Linked DNA regions of Mus musculus: regions 1 and 3 are each linked to region 2. The links are chromatin contacts, called in public Hi-C and HiChIP or PLAC-seq maps. All regions are on one chromosome and are shown on one strand. The core of a region is the stretch at or near the end of the contact, and the rest is flanking DNA. Distances in the headings are between cores, read along the strand shown. Region 1 overlaps Tnc (tenascin C). Region 2 has its middle 28 kb from the start of Gm42294. Region 3 has its middle 42 kb from the start of 8030451A03Rik.

Evidence for each region. A called contact is a pair of places that touch in the nucleus more often than the background predicts. HiChIP or PLAC-seq counts read pairs in DNA pulled down with a chosen protein or histone mark.
Region 1: a contact with region 2 is called in a BATF HiChIP or PLAC-seq map of CD8 T cells, with 6 read pairs. The contact joins two enhancer-like sites. A contact is called at or near these places in 1 of 15 datasets of contacts at CTCF or cohesin (the NIH/3T3 cell line) and 1 of 115 datasets of contacts at active chromatin or transcription factors (CD8 T cells).
Region 3: a Hi-C map of bone marrow-derived macrophages shows a contact between it and region 2, with 24 read pairs. The contact joins two enhancer-like sites. A contact is called at or near these places in 2 of 15 datasets of contacts at CTCF or cohesin (CD8 T cells and large pre-B cells), 9 of 484 Hi-C or Micro-C datasets (the CH12 cell line, ECoMG myeloid progenitors, the HPC-5 cell line and 6 more), 5 of 115 datasets of contacts at active chromatin or transcription factors (CD8 T cells, Th17 cells, regulatory T cells and 2 more) and 2 of 9 other capture datasets (adipose tissue and liver).

The regions. Positions count from the first base shown.
Region 1 is chr4:63,969,796-63,972,495 of GRCm38.p6, reverse strand. Tnc (tenascin C) reads left to right here. Exons shown (of 27, transcript NM_001369211.1): 20 at 1,195-1,338; 21 at 2,052-2,182. Among named protein-coding and RNA genes, the nearest start is that of 8030451A03Rik, 14 kb to the left of the region's middle. Within about 2 kb of position 1,380, at least 17 of the 459 cell types and tissues checked have an H3K27ac peak or open chromatin away from gene starts, as enhancers often do. A contact at or near this core is called in CD8 T cells, where this site is marked.
Region 2 is chr4:63,667,231-63,669,930 of GRCm38.p6, reverse strand. No RefSeq gene overlaps it. Among named protein-coding and RNA genes, the nearest start is that of Gm42294, 28 kb to the left of the region's middle. Within about 2 kb of position 1,445, at least 93 of the 459 cell types and tissues checked have an H3K27ac peak or open chromatin away from gene starts, as enhancers often do. A contact at or near this core is called in CD8 T cells and bone marrow-derived macrophages, where this site is marked.
Region 3 is chr4:63,941,765-63,944,464 of GRCm38.p6, reverse strand. No RefSeq gene overlaps it. Among named protein-coding and RNA genes, the nearest start is that of 8030451A03Rik, 42 kb to the left of the region's middle. Within about 2 kb of position 1,399, at least 28 of the 459 cell types and tissues checked have an H3K27ac peak or open chromatin away from gene starts, as enhancers often do. A contact at or near this core is called in CD8 T cells and bone marrow-derived macrophages, where this site is marked.

The sequences.
Region 1 (2,700 bases), core at 131-2,630, 300 kb before region 2:
AGAGAAAGAAAAAGAAGGCGAGTCTGGAGCTTTGCACGTTTTGCTGACCCATCCCACCTTGCTAGACTCTTGAGTTACTTTTCTCATTGCTATGACCAAATACCTGACAACTAGTTTAAGGGGTAGCAGGTTTACTCTGGATTCTAATTCAAGAAGGTAACTCCCAAATGTCAAGAAAGTGCTCGCAGCAGTAACAGGAAGCTGCTGGTCCCAAGGTATCCAAAGTCCGGAAGCAGGAAATGGGGCCCTCTATAAAGCCTTAGAGCCTACCTCAGGTGGCTCACTTCCTTAAGCAGGCTCCACCTCCTCACTAAACCAAAACCTTCTCAAGCAAGGCTACCAACTAGGAACAAAGTTTTCAAACCCATGAGCCTGTGGGGACATTTCATATTCAAAGCACCTCAGGGAGGGACAGACTCTCAAGGAAGCAGCTCTTATTCTTTACAAAGAAGGTTTCCAGAGTCTCAGGTCTTAACCAAATGGCATCATGATGTCCTGGGGTGCCTAGCCTTCTCAGAGGCCATGGGAGGGCCTAACTGAAGCCAATTTGACTGAAAGAATCTGCTTTTCCCATCTGCCACCATCTGTACCAACTCACCCAGCAGGCAAATTAAACTCTTGCTGAGACCATCAACCAAACACAACCACCAGGAAGTAAATCAAATGCAATCAAATGCAAATCAAATAAGGAAAAGAGCCGCTTTCTTCTGATTCCATTCATATGTTTATGATGATCTAGTCTAGAAAGACCTCTGTTATTTCATTTTCTAATTTTCATATTTTATGGCTCAAGACTGCTTGGCTTTCACTGGCAGTATTACAGGACACCATAACCCATGGGGGGGGGGCCTTTTTTTTTTAAATCTTCATTCAGCTCTGGCAAAACCCTGAGTTTCCTGGGAAAAGAGAAAAGATGAGGCAGGAGGAGAAAATTCAGTTCATCCATTCTCCTCTTTGTTATTCCCTGTAAGGAAATTCTCCTGAGACAGGGAGAGAATGGTGTCCCCTCCCCCTGAACTTATGGCTGGAGGGAATGGTGAAAATTTTAGATCAGGACTAATCAAGACCTAGCCAAAGAGGTCCAGAACTCTGACCTTCTTTGCTGTGGGGGTCACTGAAAGGTTGTGTCTTAGAAGGAGGTATATGTGCTGTTTGCCAAGGGGTAACTGCCACACGTGTGTGTTTCATACTTAGTGCCAGAAGTTACACGCACAGTGTCTGGAAATACAGTGGAGTACGAGCTGCATGACCTGGAGCCTGCCACAGAGTACATCCTGAGTATCTTTGCAGAGAAAGGACAGCAGAAGAGCTCTACCATCGCCACCAAGTTTACCACAGGTACCAAGACAGCCAGAGTGCAAGTTCTCCTTTCTGAGTTGCCCACCCACAGCCTGCATCTTAAACCACATCCCCTCCCCTGCTCTTCCTCCCTAAGTCAGGCCCTTGCAGTATAATGACATCAGTATGAGTAAAATTTACCAGTGCCCACTCAATCAAGACCCAAAGAAGCATACCATTTCCCCTTGAACTGAAATGACCCAACAGATGAGAAAAGGATATTTAAGGGAAGCTTTTGTAAGTGGAAAAACACTACCTACTGGCTCTAAACCCAGCATTTAATGATCCATGCTCCAGGCTGGGAAATAGTTTTTAAGAAGTTTTCAGGGTAGTTTCCTTAGATGTTCATTGGGGTTTTATGTATTGAGATCTTTTTACAAAGCTCAACATTTGGAGAAGTAAAGGACTGTCCCTTCTGTTGGGGTGAGGGCCAATATTAGCACTCCTCAGCCCTGTCGGTGAGAAATAATGGATCTGTAATGATTTTCAACCCAAATCCAACCCAAACCACCCAGGAATATGTTGGGCTTTTAGACCCTTGAGGTGATAGGACTCATATAACCTTTGACTTTGGTTCAAGTTCCTCATCGATAGTCAGGTGGGATTCTTGTCCAAGGCCATGGTTAATGTTATTGAACAAACTTGAGGCCAGTTCTCTTCTTGCTGTCTGTTCTACACCTTCTAGCTCATTTGATACATATTCTCTTCTCCAGACCTCGATTCCCCAAGAGAATTTACAGCTACAGAGGTTCAGTCAGAAACTGCCCTCCTTACCTGGAGACCTCCCCGAGCATCGGTCACTGGATACCTCCTGGTCTATGAATCTGTGGATGGTACAGTCAAGGTATCTATAAATCACACATTGCTGGGTAAAACATTTGATGTGCATAATCATCAAAGTAGCAAAGGATTCGCTGATACTGTTTCTTCACTCCAATACAACTAAACACCTAAAACAAACAAAAAACTAGTAGAGACTGGATATAGAACCAGACCTTGTGAGTCACAAACCACATGCTCACTAATCTTTCTTCCTTTAACCAGGCTCAAGCTATCTGAGCAACAGCCAAGATCAACGGCAGTGCTTTATAAGACTTAACATTTTAAGAGTTGGGCTCATGGCCATCTAATGTTTCATTGAGAAAGTACCAACAGCCTTTTCTGCATCTTTGCCACGTAGTGTCACCACCTGACTGACTGTGATCTATCTCAACACATCCTTGCAATGTCACTTGTTAAGACCAGCTACTTCTATTGCTAATATTACCTGTGTTCTCCCCTCCATGAACTTTACTGTATTTCTAAGCTAGGTTACTTATTCTCTTCATACTTAGCTATATGCAGCATCTCCCCTATATTTTT
Region 2 (2,700 bases), core at 196-2,695:
AATAATAATAATAATAATAATAATATGGAGCCGTTGGCTTCAGAGTGAGAGCCACACAGTGCAGCAGTAGATACTGCTGACTTGAGCATCAACGTTGCTTGGAGAATAATATGCTTGAAAAAGCGGCCCAGTAGTGACAGGTGAGTACCATGTGATGTTATAACAGGAGTAAGCCTCAGGAGACTGTTCAGTAGTAATTTGATTGCAAGTGTGAAGACCTGAGTTCATTTTCCAAAATCCATATGAAAAAGCCAGGTGTGTTGGGGTGTGTTCATAATCCCAACAATGGAGAGGGAGAGACATGTGAATCCCAGGGAATCACCAGCCTGCAAGACTGGCCTATTTGAGAAATTCCAAGACAGTGAAAATATCACAACTCAAAGAAGAAGAAGAAGAAGAAGAAGAAGAAGAGGAAGAGGAAGAGGAAGAGGAAGAGGAAGAGGAAGAGGAAGAGGAAGAGGAAGAGGAAGAGGAAGAGGAAGAAGAAGAAGAAGAAGAAGAAGAAGAAGAAGAAGAAGAAGAAGAAGAAGAAGAAGAAGAAGAAGAAGAAGAAGAAGAAGAAGAAGAAAATGGACTCTAATTGAAGAAAAGCAACCCAAGATTGTCCTTTGCCCTCTGCACACACAGGTACTCATGAACAGGCACCCACACAGAAGTGTATGCATGCACACACATACACTTGATGTATAAGTCATAAAACCAGAGCCTCCATTTGGCCATCTGAGCAGATCACTCTGGGTCTTTCCAGTTCTTGACTATGCTGGTGCCAGGGTCTTGGACATCTATCCTTCAAGCATGGATGTGTCAAAAATAAATGACAGTAAATGTTTAAACCCTCATGCAAGAACATCACCTTCTCCTACTTGCTCTTTGCTTAATCACAATGCCTCTTCTCTCAGACCCTCTGCCTCCTTCCTCCCTGGCATCCTGAGTGGCATTGGAAGTAAAACCCAAAGCAGCACAGAAGTCCCAAGCACTGGCATCCTCTGAGGGTTTGTCTCGTATCTCCTCTCTTTCTCTTTCTGCTTTCTCCTCTCTTTCCTGCCCCCCACCCCTGATCCTTAAATCCTTACAATTCTCACCTCACGTCTGCTTACTGAGTTTCTCCTGACCTCTACCTGGCATCTCCAGCCCTTCCTTAATCTTCTCCAATCAGAAGCGGGTGTCTTCTTCTCTCCCAGACTAGAATATCTTATTCCTCACAACTTCCCCATTCACATCCTGGACACTCCACTGCCCAGTATTGGGATCATCTTGAAACACTTTTTCAGGTCCTCTCAGCTCTCCCCTGCCTTTCTTCTGGACCAGAGAAGACTTCATGCAAGTAACAGCTTGAAGCCACAGTCAGCAAACAGTTGAATAGTCAGAAAGCATGGCTCGGCTCCTCTAGCCACAAGATTTGAATACTTGGCAAGAGTAGCCAGTGTGACTCACGAAACCACAAAAGCCCCATCGCTTTACTTTTCTTGGAACTGGTGTGTGGGTGTGAACACTCAGCAAGACCTCTATAGCTCAGCAGTGCATCCTGAGGGGAGGGAACCAACTGACCTGCATGGTGCAGCTGTTGAAAAGCACTTTCCCATACCTGATACAGCATCCTGGGATGGGGATTGCCGCTGACCACCTTGCCACTGGCCTCTCAACTCAAAAGTGTGTCTTCCTGTAACACTAGCATGCTACCGATTACTTCTTTAAAGGCCTTGTCTCCCATCAGAGCCACATTTGGGAGGCTAGAGCTTCAATACAAGAATGAGGAGAGATTCAGTCCATAGAAAGAGGGTAGGGGTGGGATGGAGGAGTAGAGACGATGAAAAGAATATAGGAGAAATGAAAACTGGTGTTGCATGTAGTCTTGCAAAAAAAAAAAAAAAAAAAAAAAAAAAGACTAGCTGGAGTCTCCACCTGGAGGCAAGATTCCTGCTTTCCTGCTTTCTCCTTGCCTCCCCCTTCTCTGAAAGTAGATACAGATCTAGCCCCTCTAGGTCTCAGTCTCCCTGTCTGTAAGATCTATAGGATAATATCAGGCTCCCTAAGAGGTCAATATCCCTGAAACTCAAGACCAAGACAAGAATGTTTCAAAAGACCTTCATGGGTAGAAGAAAGCAGGACAAATAACAGTGGTGATAGAGGCTTTAACCCCTCTCTGAAGGACACCCTAGTGACTCACCAAGCTCATGAGTGAGGGAAGACATCTCCTGTAGACATCAGGAACATCATGTCCATTTGTCTCTACTTCATTCCCAAACAAGAACTTGGGAAGTGTTGAGCTAGAGACACAATCCTGAGGCTGGCTCGTTTCTTTGTATGTTTGATCAAAAGTAGGCTGTTTCCACAGTGTGGCCCACTGAAGCTCACCCACAACTCAACCACACCACAGCCACAGAAGAGCACCTACCATCAAGAGACCTAGGGTGGAAGGGCAGGAGATGCCAAGAGAAGGTGGCTTCATTGAATCTAAAGGAAGAGGGAGGCTCTGAGAAGCGTTAAGAGAAATTTCTGCCTGGCTGAACTAGGGGTGGTGGAGGACTTGGCCAAGGAACAAGTGGAGCAGCATTTCTAGCAAAATCCTAGAGGAGAGATAAATGCTAATACACTTGAACTGTTTCAGGGTTGGGGAGAAAAACATGGAAAACTGATGGTTATCAGAACCGGAACTCTGTGGTAAAGGGTGGGCTATTTCTGGAAGGTAGTAAGAAGCTA
Region 3 (2,700 bases), core at 150-2,649, 270 kb before region 2:
GGTAAAGTAGGACCCCTGACCATGCAGTCAGGAAACTGCCTCGCCTGCCAGACAGTGAGTGTGTTGGAAACAGGAATTATGTCTTTGAGTCTTTGTGGCAGTCATCACTGTTGAGAAAAGTAGCAGTGCTCATGAGTGAATGGACCATCCGTCTCTTTCAAATCCTGGTTCTACAATGGAACTAGCCATCTACATTTGGTCATGCTCCCTAATGATTTAGGGTTTTCAAACGTTTTCTTTTATAAAACACAAATGATAACTGTCTCATATAACTACAATAAATGCACCGCTGTACCTACAATACAGAGCTGCACCGTAGTAAATGACAAACAGTATCTTGGCTATACTCCCCGCAGCCATCCTTCACACAGACTAAATGATCAATACCCATTTGACTGGCTGGTCAATAGGTGGAGCTAATGTGAGTGCTTTCGGTTAATTTAAGTGGAAGCCTGAACAGGCCAGGTCAAGTGCCTCGTGCCTTTTAGCTGCTTTACAGAAGAGCATGAAGCAGGCAAAGAAAAATGAATGTTAACTCTAAACATACCTAGTTGAGTGTGAGAAGCAGACAAAATTATATCTCACTTCCATTATGACTTCTAATTTGGTACTCTAGTCTCATGAAGCAAAGGCCCAGGTCCTCCAGAGAATCACATAAGATGTCTACCTCTGGTGGCTGGTCATGACAAAGCTGATTATGGAAAACTATACTCAAAGTCGTATATCCTTTAGGGAGTCACAAGAGATATCCCTACAGCATCCGGTGCCCTCACAAATATACCTGCAGACAAATATGTGTGCAGTGCTGCTCAGGATGTCAACTGTCTATCAGTTGGCAGCTCCCAGGTTAATTTGCTACAAGGACAGAGTTATTGCCTTTCAGTCATCATGGCTCAGGTCTATGCTGTGGTCTATTTGTTCTAGTTCCTTCCACCAGTCTCTCTTCTCCTTTTCACGCCAATGATGTAATTTGCTCTCTGTTTTACCCATACACCACTAAAAATTCTTCCACAAAGAATAATATTTAAGATGTGAAATTGTACAGATTCCCATTTTGTAAAAGCTCCTTGGTGTTTCTTCTTTAGGTCCTCCATTTTGACACGAAAGATGGAGCTAAAAATAAAACAAGCCCTGATTGACAGCAGTTCCTGTTACAGCTGCTGTCCATATCAAAGTTCATTTAACCTTCACCACCACCCTATAGTCTCCATTCTACAGAGCTGGAAACTGAGGCAGGTTTGGCCAGTGTCACTGAGGCGGTGGTCTGCTTTATGCAATCGGAATTAAGTGAAACACGCTGACTTGAAACCTTACTACCCAAGTGGTGGCAATGGTTGTGAACATGATTAACAGCCTCAGCCTGCACATCTGAGCTGACAAGAGGGCCACACCCCTTTCCTGTGACCACTAACATCAACTCTACCAGGAGGGAGTACAGACTCTAAATGCAGAAGTGATAGAAACCAGGGGGTTACTTGTTGTTATAAGTCTATTTGGAGGAGAAAAAAATCCTTAAGGCAAAAAGACATATGCCTTGATGATTTCTCTGCCTGCAGGGTGGATGCAGCACTCTGTAGCCTCCCCTGTGGAGGGGAGATAGTTCCCTGCAGCACAGAGAATTGAGACAAGATCATGAGGTCACTATCAAGTGGAACCTATATCCTCAGCTCCGGGAATGTGAGACACTGTGTTCAGAGAAGCTGTACAGGCATGCTTGTCTACCTGCAGCCTAGAGAGTCCATGCTGGTAGAAGATGTCTTCACATGCCTCTTCATTCCAGGCCCTCCAGGACACCCGGGGCAATTTTAGGCTACACACATGAGTCTACAGAGGCTATAGAGATGAGACCCAAAAATCCCTGTGTTCGTTCCTGAAGTCCCACTATGTTTAGGTTTGGAGAACAGACTGTAACCACACAGAAATCTGCACTAAGGCTGTAAGGAAGTCATCACTTTCTCCAGCCTCCAATGACATCATGCACCTGGCTACACTGAAGAAGAGGAACCAGATACAAAATTCTCCATGCCAGCCCACCTCCACCTGTGCATATAAGTCTGGGTCTGTCCTGTCTCTGAGTGACAACCTATTGCTGCCTCCCTCTGAACCTCTGATAGTTGGTCTCTGTGCCTTTTGTGTTCAACTCTGTAGAATTCCCTGCCCTCACCTCTTGATGTCCTCCACCCCACACGTAATAATCATCTGAGCCATCGCATGCTTTATTACCTGCTTCTTACCCTGGAATCTGACCTCTCTATATAATTGCCCAAGTCAAGTCTGGCATCAGTCTTGCTTGAACCTCTGCCATGACCTGGACATGCTGTGAGCTGGTAGGTTTTAACCCAGATACTAGAAAAGGGTCATGAAGAAAAACTGGCATTGGATAGAGGAACCACAGTAGCCTCCTTCAGACAGAATGTCAAGAGGGCTATCTCTAAAACTGGGACATTTGAATCTAAACATGCATGATGGGAGACACAGTTCTTGCAAGAGGCCTGGAGTGGGGAACAGCTTGGTAACAAGGTAGCATCTACGGACACATTTTCATATTTAATCTGCAATACATATGCACATGCTCTCCCTCCAAGCCAGTGGGTCTCCACGTCTCTGCCTCAGGACTTTCTCAAGAGCTTGGGAGTCCAGTTTGTCTAAGCCAAAGTCATTTTCAAAGTGTAAAATAATGGGGGACTCTATTCCAGTTCA